2 separate regions of the Gossypium hirsutum genome follow, and region 2 is linked to region 1. The links are chromatin contacts, called in public Hi-C maps. All regions are on one chromosome and are shown on one strand. The core of a region is the stretch at or near the end of the contact, and the rest is flanking DNA. Distances in the headings are between cores, read along the strand shown. Region 1 holds the start of LOC107920041 (calcium-dependent protein kinase 33). Region 2 holds the start of LOC121212489.

Evidence for each region. Hi-C and Micro-C count contacts between places; a contact is called where the count stands out from the background.
Region 2: a contact with region 1 is called in a Hi-C map of leaf, with 1.6 times the contacts expected there. The contact joins the promoter of LOC121212489 here to the promoter of LOC107920041 in region 1. A contact is called at or near these places in 6 of 34 Hi-C or Micro-C datasets (callus and leaf).

The regions. Positions count from the first base shown.
Region 1 is chrA13:94,461,362-94,467,774 of Gossypium_hirsutum_v2.1, forward strand. LOC107920041 (calcium-dependent protein kinase 33) reads right to left here and starts at 3,278. Exons shown (of 8, transcript XM_016849537.2): 1 at 2,078-3,278; 2 at 788-931; 3 at 518-670; 4 at 243-358; 5 at 1-4. The coding sequence starts at 2,807.
Region 2 is chrA13:94,604,813-94,611,225 of Gossypium_hirsutum_v2.1, forward strand. It overlaps LOC121212489, which reads right to left and starts at 2,393. Exons shown (of 3, transcript XM_041085312.1): 1 at 1,726-2,393; 2 at 825-953; 3 at 1-487. The coding sequence starts at 2,088.

The DNA of each region.
Region 1 (6,413 bases), core at 2,028-4,527:
TGACCTATAATCCACCGGGCTTGTTATCAGATAGCAACTAAATTAGGTTGTTCGAGTCAGGTCACACATTAGCATTAGAATAACAGGGGATTGCAAAAATGCCTTGCTAATTTGCTCTCATATATCAAAACAGCTCATATCTCGACTAATGATTCACATGCCTCTCTCTCTCTCTCTCTCTCAATTTTCCTACCAAGTTCCAAAAGAAAGAAATGATACCGTATAAATCAATATAAACTTACCTTTAAGGCAAGTTGCTTAAGTTTGTTCATTCTTCTGAATTGCTTCATTCTAGAAAGGACCGCACTGTCTAGTGGCTTGTCCGATGCATTTCCACCTTCTCTTATCCACGGATGCTCTGCATAAACCACAGAATTTCAATCTCTGACTTGAGCTTGAGATGAACTATATTAACTCATAAGTTTAACGTGCATATATAGTGTAATTTTGCACTGTTGTAACCGAGATTAACTACTTCAATCCCAACAAAAAAATAAAGGCTGCTGAAAATAACTACCTAGGACTTGAGTAGAAGTAATCCGCTTTTTCGGGTCCTGTGTTAACATCCTGCAGACTAGGTCCTTGGCACTGTCCGAAATAGATGGCCATGGCTGACTTTCAAAGTCAATTTCTCCTTCCAAAATAGCATCAAATATTCCCTTCTCAGTTTCTGCAAGGAAAAACATTCATCAAAATTATTTACTAACAATGAAATAGCAGTTTTGAAATTCAAAGGCAGTTTATAAAATGACAGCTTAGGATTCCCACGAGTAACCTTAAGTTTTACCTGCCCAAAATGGAGGCACACCACTGAGTAAGATATACAGTATAACTCCTGCACTCCAAATATCGATCTCCTTCCCATATTTACGCAGTAAAACCTCAGGAGCAACATAGAAAGCACTCCCAACTATGTCCTGATAAACCTTACCTGCCAAACGCATCAAAAACAATCAGGAAAGAAGGATAGTAGTTATATCACAGCATGATAGAACATGAAATTCTTTTCTTTCCCCTCATTCTACATAGAGTTCACCTTCAAGCATAATACATGTTACTGTGAATAAGCATGTGAATACAGGCATCCTATTGTAATTGTGTTTTTACATGCAAGTTTATACTCAATAAAAGATAAATGTTGTGCAACCTTCACATGGTTATTGAGGTCAAATTCCACCATCAAGTAAATGAAACTTATTCTTCCAATTCAGTTTACAGGATATAGAGAGAACTAGTTTCAAACAATATTTCTGAAATTTGCCCTTCCTCTGTGCATCTTTGAAACTTTTTCAACGCAAAATAAGTATGAAGATTACAGCATAAACATAGAGGCAACCACAATGAAAATGCTGGAAGCTAAAAAAAGTTGCAGTTACTGTCAAGTTTCGGTTTTTATTTAGTAACAAATGAAGCTCCAAAGAGAAAAGGTTGATATTTTAAGATGCTATAGTCAAAATATCATATAGGTAACCAAATAAAGTGTGAATAAAATAAAGCAAATGACATCTTAACAATGACATTCGAATATAATTTAGCTTAACGGACTTTATTCTTCTTTCAATAGTCACAATATTATTGAGGGGTTAGGTAAAAACTTAGAATCTTCCACAAGAAGACTTAGGAGTTAAGACTTCAGACTAATATGTCCAAAACAAACTAACTGTATATAACTTTAATGGTTAAGGCTCCATGTCATTGATGCAGTGCGTCCCAAATATGACTAATTCAAAGCAATCACATCTTATACATATTTCACATACGACATCTTACTATGGACTACTAGCCTAAAAAGCTGAGGCAGTTACCAGCATGTTTCTGGCCAGCAGTTTAAAGCAAAACTCAACACAACAAGACAAGACAAGATCAAATATGACAGTCATTCTAACATGACAAAATACAATGTCTGCCAAGCTCTGGCTATGGGAAATTGCATTGAAAAAGGACATCAGTTAAGACAGACTAAAGATCCACAAGCAGAACAACTAAAACACGAAGAATCTGCATCAAACTCATGCAAATTAAAATAATTAATTCGATGCGAAAATGATCAAAATATAAAAGATTGACAATAATTTACCCTCTTCAATGAACACTGACAACCCGAAATCGGTGGCCTTCAAAAGGGCATTCTCACCCTTGCTAGACAACAAGAAGTTCTCAGGCTTAAGGTCCCTATGCATCACACCCATAAAATGGCAAGCATGGACAACATTAACAATAGCCCTACATATAGAAGCCGCTGCCCTTTCACTATAGTGCCCCTTAGCAATAATCCTATCAAACAATTCACCACCAGCACATAATTCCATCACAAGGTGAACAGATTGCTTATCCTCATAAGCACCCTTAAACTCAACAATATTCGGTTGTCCACTCAAATGTTGCATAATTTGTATCTCCCTTTTCATATCTTCCTTATCATTCTTTCTCACTAGCTTCCTCTTGGATATAGTCTTGCAAGCATATTGTTTACCAGTTGAATTCTCGGTACAATGATAAGTTACACCAAACTGACCTTTTCCCAGTTCTTTACCAATTGTGTAATGCATCCTTATGTCTTCAAATGGTTTGCCTAGGATTGTGTCAATATTAGGGGCAGGCTTGGGACTTGGTGCTGGAACAGCAGGCTTCCATGGTGTTTGAGTCCCTGGCTTTTGAGGGATGTGGTAGACCTGGGGTTGAATTGGTGCAGGCCTAACAGGGTCCTGGTATCTTTGTTGATGAACAGCAGCTGTAGTTGTTGCTCCTGATCTATAGCCATTATGTTGGGGCATTGGATCTTTGTTTTTTGTGAGGCAACCACCCATATCTGGTTTTACTTGAAACTGCCAAAGTTAACCAAGATTGAAAAAAAAAGGGACTGAATTTGGATTGAAAATAAAAAAGGACCTAGATGAAGAAACTGGATCAAAATTCAGTTGATCCACTTTGAAAGAAAAAGAACCAGATTCAAAAAGAAAAAGAAAAAACAAAAACTTAAATAAATAAATAAATAAATAAAAGGTTAATGTTTTCGCACTAACAAAAGAAGAAAAACCAAAAACCAAGATGAGACTGAGAATATGCTGAGGGATGTAATGAAAAAAGAATACAACTTTAGGCTTGTGATTACAAAGTGAGGGTTTTTAAGGGTAAAAGCAGATCAAATCAAATCTGAAGTTTCTAGCTGTAACGCGATGACTATTGTGACAAAACAAAAAAGGAAGGCTTGCCTTGCCTTGCTTGCTGGGTTGGTCAACCATGGAGTTCTGTTTGAAACAATTGAATTTTTTTTATACGACGCAATTTGTACATTGTTGCCGTAAACTAGAACCTATACTCCTTAAATTTTGTTTAAAATTATGTTTTTAACCCTCAATTTTTAAAAATTATATGATAGTCACTAATATTATTAAATTATTAAATTTTGATCACTTTTCCAATAACTTTCTACAGTGACATGTTAATTCAAAGAGGTAATAATTAATTTGATCATAATTGAAATATTATTTTAATAATTTTAAAATTATTCTTAACAATAATTCTAAAATTTATAAAAATAATTAAAATTTTCTAAAAAATCAATTAAGTTCTTCTGAACATTTTGTACTTAATTGAGCTCTAAATTAACAAAACTGATCCTTATGGCTAATGTTAATCATTAGTATTTAATGATAACGCTGACGCAACTAGTAATAGACATCATATCAATACTGAATATTTTAAAAATAAGTACACAATAAATCTAAACAAATAATTGTCTAAGTTGATTGAAATATGAACTTCTGGATATATTCTAAAATTATAAAAAATAAAAAAAATTATTAAATTTTTTAATATTTATTAGAAATTAATTAAAAAATAATTTTTTACAAAATTTATTAATTTTTACATTTTAAATATAAAAAAATCAACAACTTATATTATAAAATTAAGATTAACAATTTTTTGTTATATTTCTGTCTCTGATTTTTCAATTTACGCAAGTTATATTAGTCAAATAATTTAATAAAAGGAGAAATATAATTTTTATAAAAGATAATTTATTTTTTTATAAAATTTTATGTTTTTTAAGTTAATTTCTAATAATTTTTATAAATTTTAATTATTTTTATATATTTTTATAATTTTAGAATGAATTAAACAACTAAATCATTGTACAATTATTTTTAAAAAATTATTTTTTTATTTTTATTAACATAACAATGATGTGATATTTTTACACCAACCATCAACAATGATGTGGCACTACCACATCAACATCAATTTGACGTGGTCATTAACAAATGCAACATCAATATTAATGGGGAATGGATTTATTTAATCAATTTTATACGATTTAATTAGGTAAAAAAAAGTTGAAAAGCTTGTTTTACCAAAAAGCCTTTAAAAAATAAAAATGGTGTTGATTGGTTTTGAAGGAGATAGTTTGATATTAATCCATTTTTATTTATAACCTCGTAATGATTATACTGAAAATATTTATATTCCATAAAATAAACATTTAATCTATCAAATTAACCAAACAATATAATGTCAAACATTTCACCCCGTAATATTACATATTCATAATTCTATTACAAAAACATAAACTTACATTTTTAAAAAAAAAATTAAACCTCCCTTTAAAATCTGTTTGGTGCACAAGTCAACATTTATGGTAACCTAAAAAAACCTTCTAAAAGGGCTTACCATCTTTTAACAGATGCATCAATCAATCAGGCAAATTATTTACTTCGATTAAAATTTTTATTAAATCTTTTATTATTTTCAAAATTTTCATTTCTTATTTTTAAAATTTTTAGAGCTTTTATTATTTTTCATATTGTTTGGAATTTTTTATAATTATTTTATTATATTTTAAAATTTCTTTTCAAGATCCTTTTGATCGTTCTTTTAGATTTCTTTTGCTTAAATGTCAAAAAAATCTAAATGTTATAGAAAAATTAATAAAATAATAAATAAAAGTAGATGAAAATACAAGAGAATTTTTCTCATTTTTTATTTCACTCAGGTAAGAATTCTATTTATAATTTATAAGTAATTAACATTCAATGCAATACCATAAATGAAGCTTACTTAAGTGCTTCATTAACGCATATATTAAACATTGCATAATGAATGGGAGGTTTTACCTCATAAATGGAGGGGGGTTAAAATATGGGCATTCACATTTATTTATAACACTTCCCCTTAGATGTCCACTAAAGAAAACAGTGCTCATTAAAACCTTTATTAGGAAAAACCCTATGGGATAAAAACCTAATGAAGGAAAAAGAGTACACAATCTCCTATTACAAGTTACCTCGTTAAAAACCTTTACCAAGAAAATCCAGTGGGACAAAACCTTAGTTAAAGGAAAAGAGTACAACGTGTTTTAGATTCCCCCTAATGACGACATCATATTATATCTTTGAGTCAACGCATTCCAATATTGTTTCGTAGTCTTTCAAATGTTGAAGTTCTCAATGCTTGGTAAAAAGATCTGCTAAATTATCACTAGAACGAATTTTTTGAACTTCTATGTTACCTTTCTTCTCAAGATCACGAGTGAAGAATAATTTTGGTGAAATATGTTTCGTTCTGTCACCTTTGATATAACCCCTTTAATTGAGCTATACATGTTGTATTATCTTCGTATAAGATAGTTGGCATATTTTCCTATAAAGGCAAATTACATATCTTCTGGATATGTTGGGTTAATAACCTTAGCCAAACACACTCTCGGCTTGCCTCATGCATTGCAATTATTTCAGCATGATTTGAAAAGGCAGCAGCTAATGTTTGCTTTGTCGAACGCCGTGATATGGCAGTACCTCCACATATAACTAAATATCCCATTTAAGATTGACCTTTATGTGGATCCGATAAATATCTAGCATCAGCATAACCAACTAATAGGGGCTTTGAATCATTTGAATAAAATAACCCCATATCAATGGTCTCTCTAAGATATCTAAATCCATGTTTAATTTCATTTCAATGTCTACATGTTGGAGAAGAACTAAATCTTGTTAACAAGTTTACAGTAAAAGCTATATCAGGTCTTGTGTTGTTTGCAGGATTAAGAAACTCTTCATCATTCTCACAAGGATAAAATTGATCTTTATTCACATCTAACGATCGTACAACCATCGGGGTACTCAATGGATGTAATTTATCCATATAAAATTTATTTAAGATCTTTTTCATATAAGTTGACTGATGGACATGAATTCTATCTTTTAAATGATCGATCTGCAGGCAAAGACAAAATTTTGTTTTTCCAAGATCTTTTATCTCAAATTCTTTCTTTAAATAACTTACTGCGTTTTGAAGCTCTTCAGGAGTTCCAATAATGTTTAGATCATCAACATAAATAGCAATTATCACAAAGTTTGATTCAGACCTTTTTATAAAAACACATGGGCAGATTAGATTGTTTTTATAACCTT
Region 2 (6,413 bases), core at 1,143-3,642, 140 kb after region 1:
CAAGCTCATCGCATACTTCTTCAATTAGTTCTCTGTCCTTTCTTTCCTTTTCATAGTCCTGCATATATTGCTTTGCTGATAAACTGGCAGCAGCCAGCTCTTTCACCAATTTGGAACTGACAATCTCGAGTCTCTGCCGGTTTTTCTTTTCTCGATTCAAGTCAGCTTTGACATCATTGACAAATGCACGTATTTTCTCATGCTCTCTGCTTCGCCACGCAGCTCTTTCCTCACTAACTTTCCTCAAGAAGTGCTCAAGTTTCTTCTTTGAGGACCAGCACTCAGTTTCAAGCTCTTTGATGCGAACTCGAGCCTGCTCTAGCTCAGCTTCAAGGGCAGAAACAATTGATACTGCACTTACTTGCTGGTCAATACCCTTCATGCGACTATAAATTTGTTGTACCTCATCTGTTGTTCTGAAGCAGACAGGATCCCACTTCGTTGCCCCCTCCATTGCAGAGTTTGAAAATTGAATTAAAGGCCCGACCTTAAAAAGGAGAAAAGTAGCTTAAGATCAGAAGAGTAAGAAATCAATTAATTTTCATACAAATAAATTCTGCATTTATCTGGGACCAAGGCTTTCGCGTTGGTAATATTTGAGATGCCGAAAAGAACAAGAACATTTTATTTTCTTTACAAGATCATCAAAATGGAACCTAACAAATCCCACTAAGAGAAACTATAGAATGCAGGTTCTGCAATGCACGACACATTTGCCGCACGAGTGAGATACCAATGGTTTGGTTCTCTATCAATGTTTTACATATTGATCAGATCATTACAAGTTCAAGATTGAATGATGAAGCTCAAGGAGGCAAGCATACCTTACGCGGGAAGCTGTTCTTTGCAGGAGAGACAGAACTAGGGCTTTGTAACGGATTCTTTGGCTCTGAACCATAGAATTTGTCCTTGTGATGATAAAGAAACGGGACACCGATAAAACGGTTACCAGCCTGCAGAAAATTACAAGGTAATTAAACTCATAAGGTCCTAATAATGAATCAAATAATAAATCAATCAGGACACAGAAGTATATCAGTAAAAGCAGAGCAAGCAGAAGAACATTCAGATGTAATTTAAACAAATTATCAAATGTATAGAGGATCAAGCAAATAGTAACTGTCAACAAATCTTATAACCCTTTTTCAAAGATAAATATCCATAGAAAGCCTGTAAAATACTACTCATAGAAGCCTCTCAGAATTACAACAATAAAAACCAGACCATAGCTTACAATGACAAGAAACTTCAAACATGATCAATGCATCAAAAAGGTGATTGTCGGAAATGAGCATATGTGCAATATCAATATATAAAAAAAAATTAATGTCCTTTTTTTTAATGTTTTTAAAAGATCTTGCATCTTACCTCAGTACCAATATCCCGGAGATGTATTAATAAAGATGAACTTTAAGAAAAATGAAAAGTCCATTATATTATACAAAATCATATCAATCATTATAAAGAACATTTTCTTGGGCTAGCAAAAGTAGAAAGCTTCATTTTCTTGGCATGCAGGCAAAATCTAAAACACTTTTAAAAATTGAAAATAACACTTTAACAATGATTGTATTATAAAAGAAGAGCATTATTTTCAGTATTAAAGCTTCAAACTTAAGCAGAAAATTATCCAAACAATCACACTTTTTCATCACATCATTCCCATTGTAACGAAAATAAATAAAACTACAGATCTTTGAGCCAGAAAAGGTTAAAATATCTCACCTTCAACCCCAACTGATCCCTCCTCCTCTCTCCCCCACCCAGCGTCACCGTCTCTGGCAACTGCAACCGCCACAATCCACCTGCAAGCTTCCTCGCTGACACAGTTGAAGTTCCTTTCCTCCGTCGTGCACGACCACCATCCTCCTCCTCCTCGAGCTCCTTCTCAACTCCACCGCCTTTATCTCTCACTCTCTCCCTTTCCTCCATCTTCCATTTCAACAACGGCGTCTCCGGCCTGCTCCGCCTCCCAACTACCGCTGCACCGACTCTCTTCCACCTCGTGTTCCGTGTCGTCCGCTTCCTCGTCGGCTTGAGATCCGCGTCCGCCGGATTCCTTCCCGAAAATGTCGTCGGTAAACTCATTTCCACTGTCACCTTCTTCACTCCGAAACTCAAACCTCTTCCATCAACATTCCAAAACCAAATAACATAAAATAAAGAGAAACAAATTTCCAACTTCACGTTGAAAACAAAACAATACTTTGAAATTTTAGTTTGTGAAAAACTCCATTTCTCTTTCGGTGAAGTCTCTGAAAGTGAATGAAGGTAGTGAGAGATAGGGGTGAAAAAAAGCTGAACTAAGACAGGATTAAGAGAGAGAGAGGTTGAGTTGATGTTTTCTACTTTGGTTGTTTCTGAAATGGAGAAAAAAAAAAGCAGATGTAGTCTAGATGTGTACAAAAATACGGTAATACATTTTACTGTATTTTATACGGTCAACATATAATGTGGAATTAGATACGTTGTCGCTTACTAGCTGTTTGATTACGTGCTTTGTGATTCCAACGCTGTGGACAATCTAAATTGAACTTAGATTCGAAGAAAATATATATTCATGTTAGAATTGTGTTATTAATCCCCGCACTATGCATAAATTAAATTATATATGTATTCTATTTTCTATATAATTTTTAATTTTAACATAATACTGCAACAATAGTTAAATTCATTATCTAGAATTTTGCTGAATAATATATAGACATAACAAATTGATATAGTATTACACAGTAATAACACATAATATTTTGAAAACAATCCAATTATTGATTGAAAAAACAGTAGGGATTAAAATTTCAATTTTAAAAAAAGTTAGGAAAAAGTCCATTGATAATTAAAAAGCATGGGAGAGGATAAACCATGTGGCATTTTTAGAGAAATCCACGTGGGATTTGAAATAACAATTATCAAACTTGGTAATTCCTTTCTTAATTATTCCTTTGGAAGCAGACGAATTGAACCCACATGGGGTGGGTTGATGTTCGTGCCTAAAGGAAATTGAATAATATATTATGTCCTTTTTACTTAGCAAATATTAGATCTAATCTTAATTAATTAACCCTTCAAACAAGTTAATAGTTATTTTAGATATATATTATAATTGGGAAAGAGTAGGGTTGGACCAATTTTATTATGCTCTAACACAAATATTTTTACTCAGTTTGATGAAGAGCTTGAAATTAGTTAATTTTTAATAAATTTAAGTTGAATCAATTCAATGGGTTTTAGACTTGTTAAAAACAAGCATATAAAAAGAGGGTAAGATTTAAAACTAAGTAATCCAAAGTGATAAGAGTTGCCCCAAAGTTTATGCGGCCAACACTTGTAAGGAAAATTTTTGTCTTATAATTTGTTCGGTATAATAAAAGATTGTGGGGCACCCAAGAACCAGACTTCAATAATATTTGTTCCAAGTGGGGGTTTTCATGGGACTTGTGGTTAATCAATGGCCCACTAGTGTTCCAATGCCTTATAATTAAGCTGCATATAGTAAAGAAAAAGGCAAATCAAATCCTACTTGCTAGCAATGTGCCCAAAAGACTAGGGTACTATCACCCATGGCAGCATTCAATTACTAAAAAACATGACAAAAACACATTTATGATCGCAATTTAAATCCTACCGTCTTTTGTACTAAGAAAACCCCAAAAGATGGCATAAAAAGGAAACTTAGAGAAGCGTGCGACGGTTTGGACTCCATTTGTTAGATGGTGGGCATCCTTTGTGGTCATTTCTAAATGTGTGTAATTGGATAGTCTACACCATCTTCCATCAAGCTGGGAATTGAGTGACAAAATGAGAACGCTATCAAGCTTTAATTCATGAGTTTTGAGCCCGTTCCGTAGAGGAGCCTTTGTGCTAACACCAAATCATCATCACTCTATTTCATTCAAACAAAATCTTATTTTCATTATATCCTGCCATACAAGCTAATCTATTCCATCCTAACAACAGTCATACATTTTAAGTTCATCCTTTTACATTTTTCAAACGCTTCTGAGTTAATTATGTTAAACTAGAGATGGTAAAAAAAACCTAAAATCAATGGGTTTTGAGTTGATCCGACCCGATAAGATTAGTGTTTCATTTTCATTTTCTTTTTTTGAAATCAAGTTTTTGGTGGAGTTAGATGTTAGTGTTTCATTTTCATTTTCTTTTTTTGAAATCAAGTTTTTGGTGGAGTTAGATCAAGTTTAGCGTAAAATTACCCTAATTCAATTAAAAATTCTTAAAACTTATCACTATCAACTTCATTTTACCACATTTACTATCATTTCACACTAGTTTCTTCCCTCTCTCTATTTAATTTTCCCAAGTTTCCCTCTCATTTTTGTGCCTTATATTTTCCTTTTGTGATGTAATATATATTTTTTATTTAGTCATCTCAAGCATGATTTTTGTTGCAAATCATGATCATAATAAATTCTATGTTTAACAAAAAAAACACATCAAATTTAATGGGGAGTGATGCCAATTTTTTTTAATTTAATCAATCACATTTTTAAAAAGGAAAAAGTTTGAACTCAAGAAAAGTTTGAACTCAAGCAGGTTGGATCAGGTATACAATTAATTTTCGAGTTCAAGATTCGAATGAGCTAATTTTTTTTTAAATCAAAGTCGGGTTGAGGTCAGAACATGACGATAGAGTACTGAGTCGGGGAAGGCGGGAAAAAATCAGACCACCTCATTGCCATCACTATACTGAACTGATGTCTAGGGGTGATTAATCGACTAATTCGGTCTAAAAAATTCAATAACTAACTTAATCAACTTCCCTTTTTTAAAAACAGGAAAATGAATTGATTTTCGTTTAGACAAAACCAAATAGACATTTTTGGTTGATTCGATCAGGAAACCAACTTAAACCAACATTATATTTTATTTTTTAATTGTGAAATTATTGAGCTGATAATATTGTATTGCTTTTAAGGTAATAAGATTTTGACTCCATAAAATTAATAAAATGGTTATTTTAAAAGAATAATGTTTTTTTTAAAATTAAATTTAAGATTTGAAGATAATATGCTATTAGGTTTAGTATTTTTAAGTTTAATTTTTTAGTAATATGTATAAATTATTAATTGATTTTAATTTTTCAATTTTAGGCCTTGGATTTGAGTTTATGTAATGAATTGGATTTGGATTTATATAAATATATATATATATATTAAATTCTCTTAATTCAATTAATTTGATTTTAGTTTTTTAAAATTAAAAATGAATCAACTTAACTGTTTTACTAAACCTCCCAAACCGACCTATACAACCAATCTGACTAAAACTAAAACCAATTGGTTCAGTTGATTTAGTCATTTTCACTCAAATTTTGTACACCTCTCCCATTAACTAATTGGGAGGGTTGTTGCCCTTAATAAATCCATACCGAATTCTACAGGAAAATTCTTACCATTCTTTAAACTCATAAGCGGTGCTATAAAATTTAAATGGACTAGTCAGTGCTAAAAAGAATTTGAAAACATCAAGAATTTTCTCATCTCCCTTGCTTGCAACGCTAAGCCTACAAGAGCCACTCTACGTATACCTCTCCATCGTAGATGAACCACTGGTAACAGTTCCCCTTAAACAATTTCATGACTTATAAATCCTAATATACTACATCAAGGAGAACTAAATTACACCAAGATGGAAAAACTTGTTTACACATTAGTTGGTGGTAGCACACAAGTAATGAGCATATTTCCAAGTGCACCCAATTATCATTTTATCGGATGCCCTGCTGAAAGACATTTTAGAAAAGATAGTTCCTCAAGAAGACTGATAAAATAGAGTGTAGAATTTAGTAAATTTGGTCAACAATTTCAGCTTAGACAAGCAATCAAAGCATAAGCTCTAGTAAAAATTGCACTTCTAAAAATAATGCCAACAACCACACAACACATAAAATAGCTAAGAACATATATCTCGTGATAACCTTAATTTATAATGACATCATCTATCACAATGCAACAAATCCGTATACTGGACCTTATTTGTGGATGGATTATACATGAAGATAAGAGCGAGAGTAGGCATACGAGTCATCTATCCCTAAGGCCAAGAATGAAAAATATTGCCTTGTATTCTCCTTCCCCGCTTCAAATAATGTTTTTAAGTATGAAGCATTGATCATTGGCTTATAGCTAGCTAAAACTGTAGACACGCATGTTATAGCTTCTGTTGATTCGTAATTGGTAGCTCAACAACTCAATGTAAACTATGACATTAGAGAGCCTACTTTGGTGAAATATCTTCAAATATTGAAACATCATGCCACTTGTTTCGACGATATCACTGTTGGAACTTTAACTATTTGGGATACCTTTGTTTCACTCATTGTTCTGACAACACTCGGGACAATATGTTAGGATAACTCTTGGAATAATGAGTTAAGATGGTTAAAGTGAAGTGAA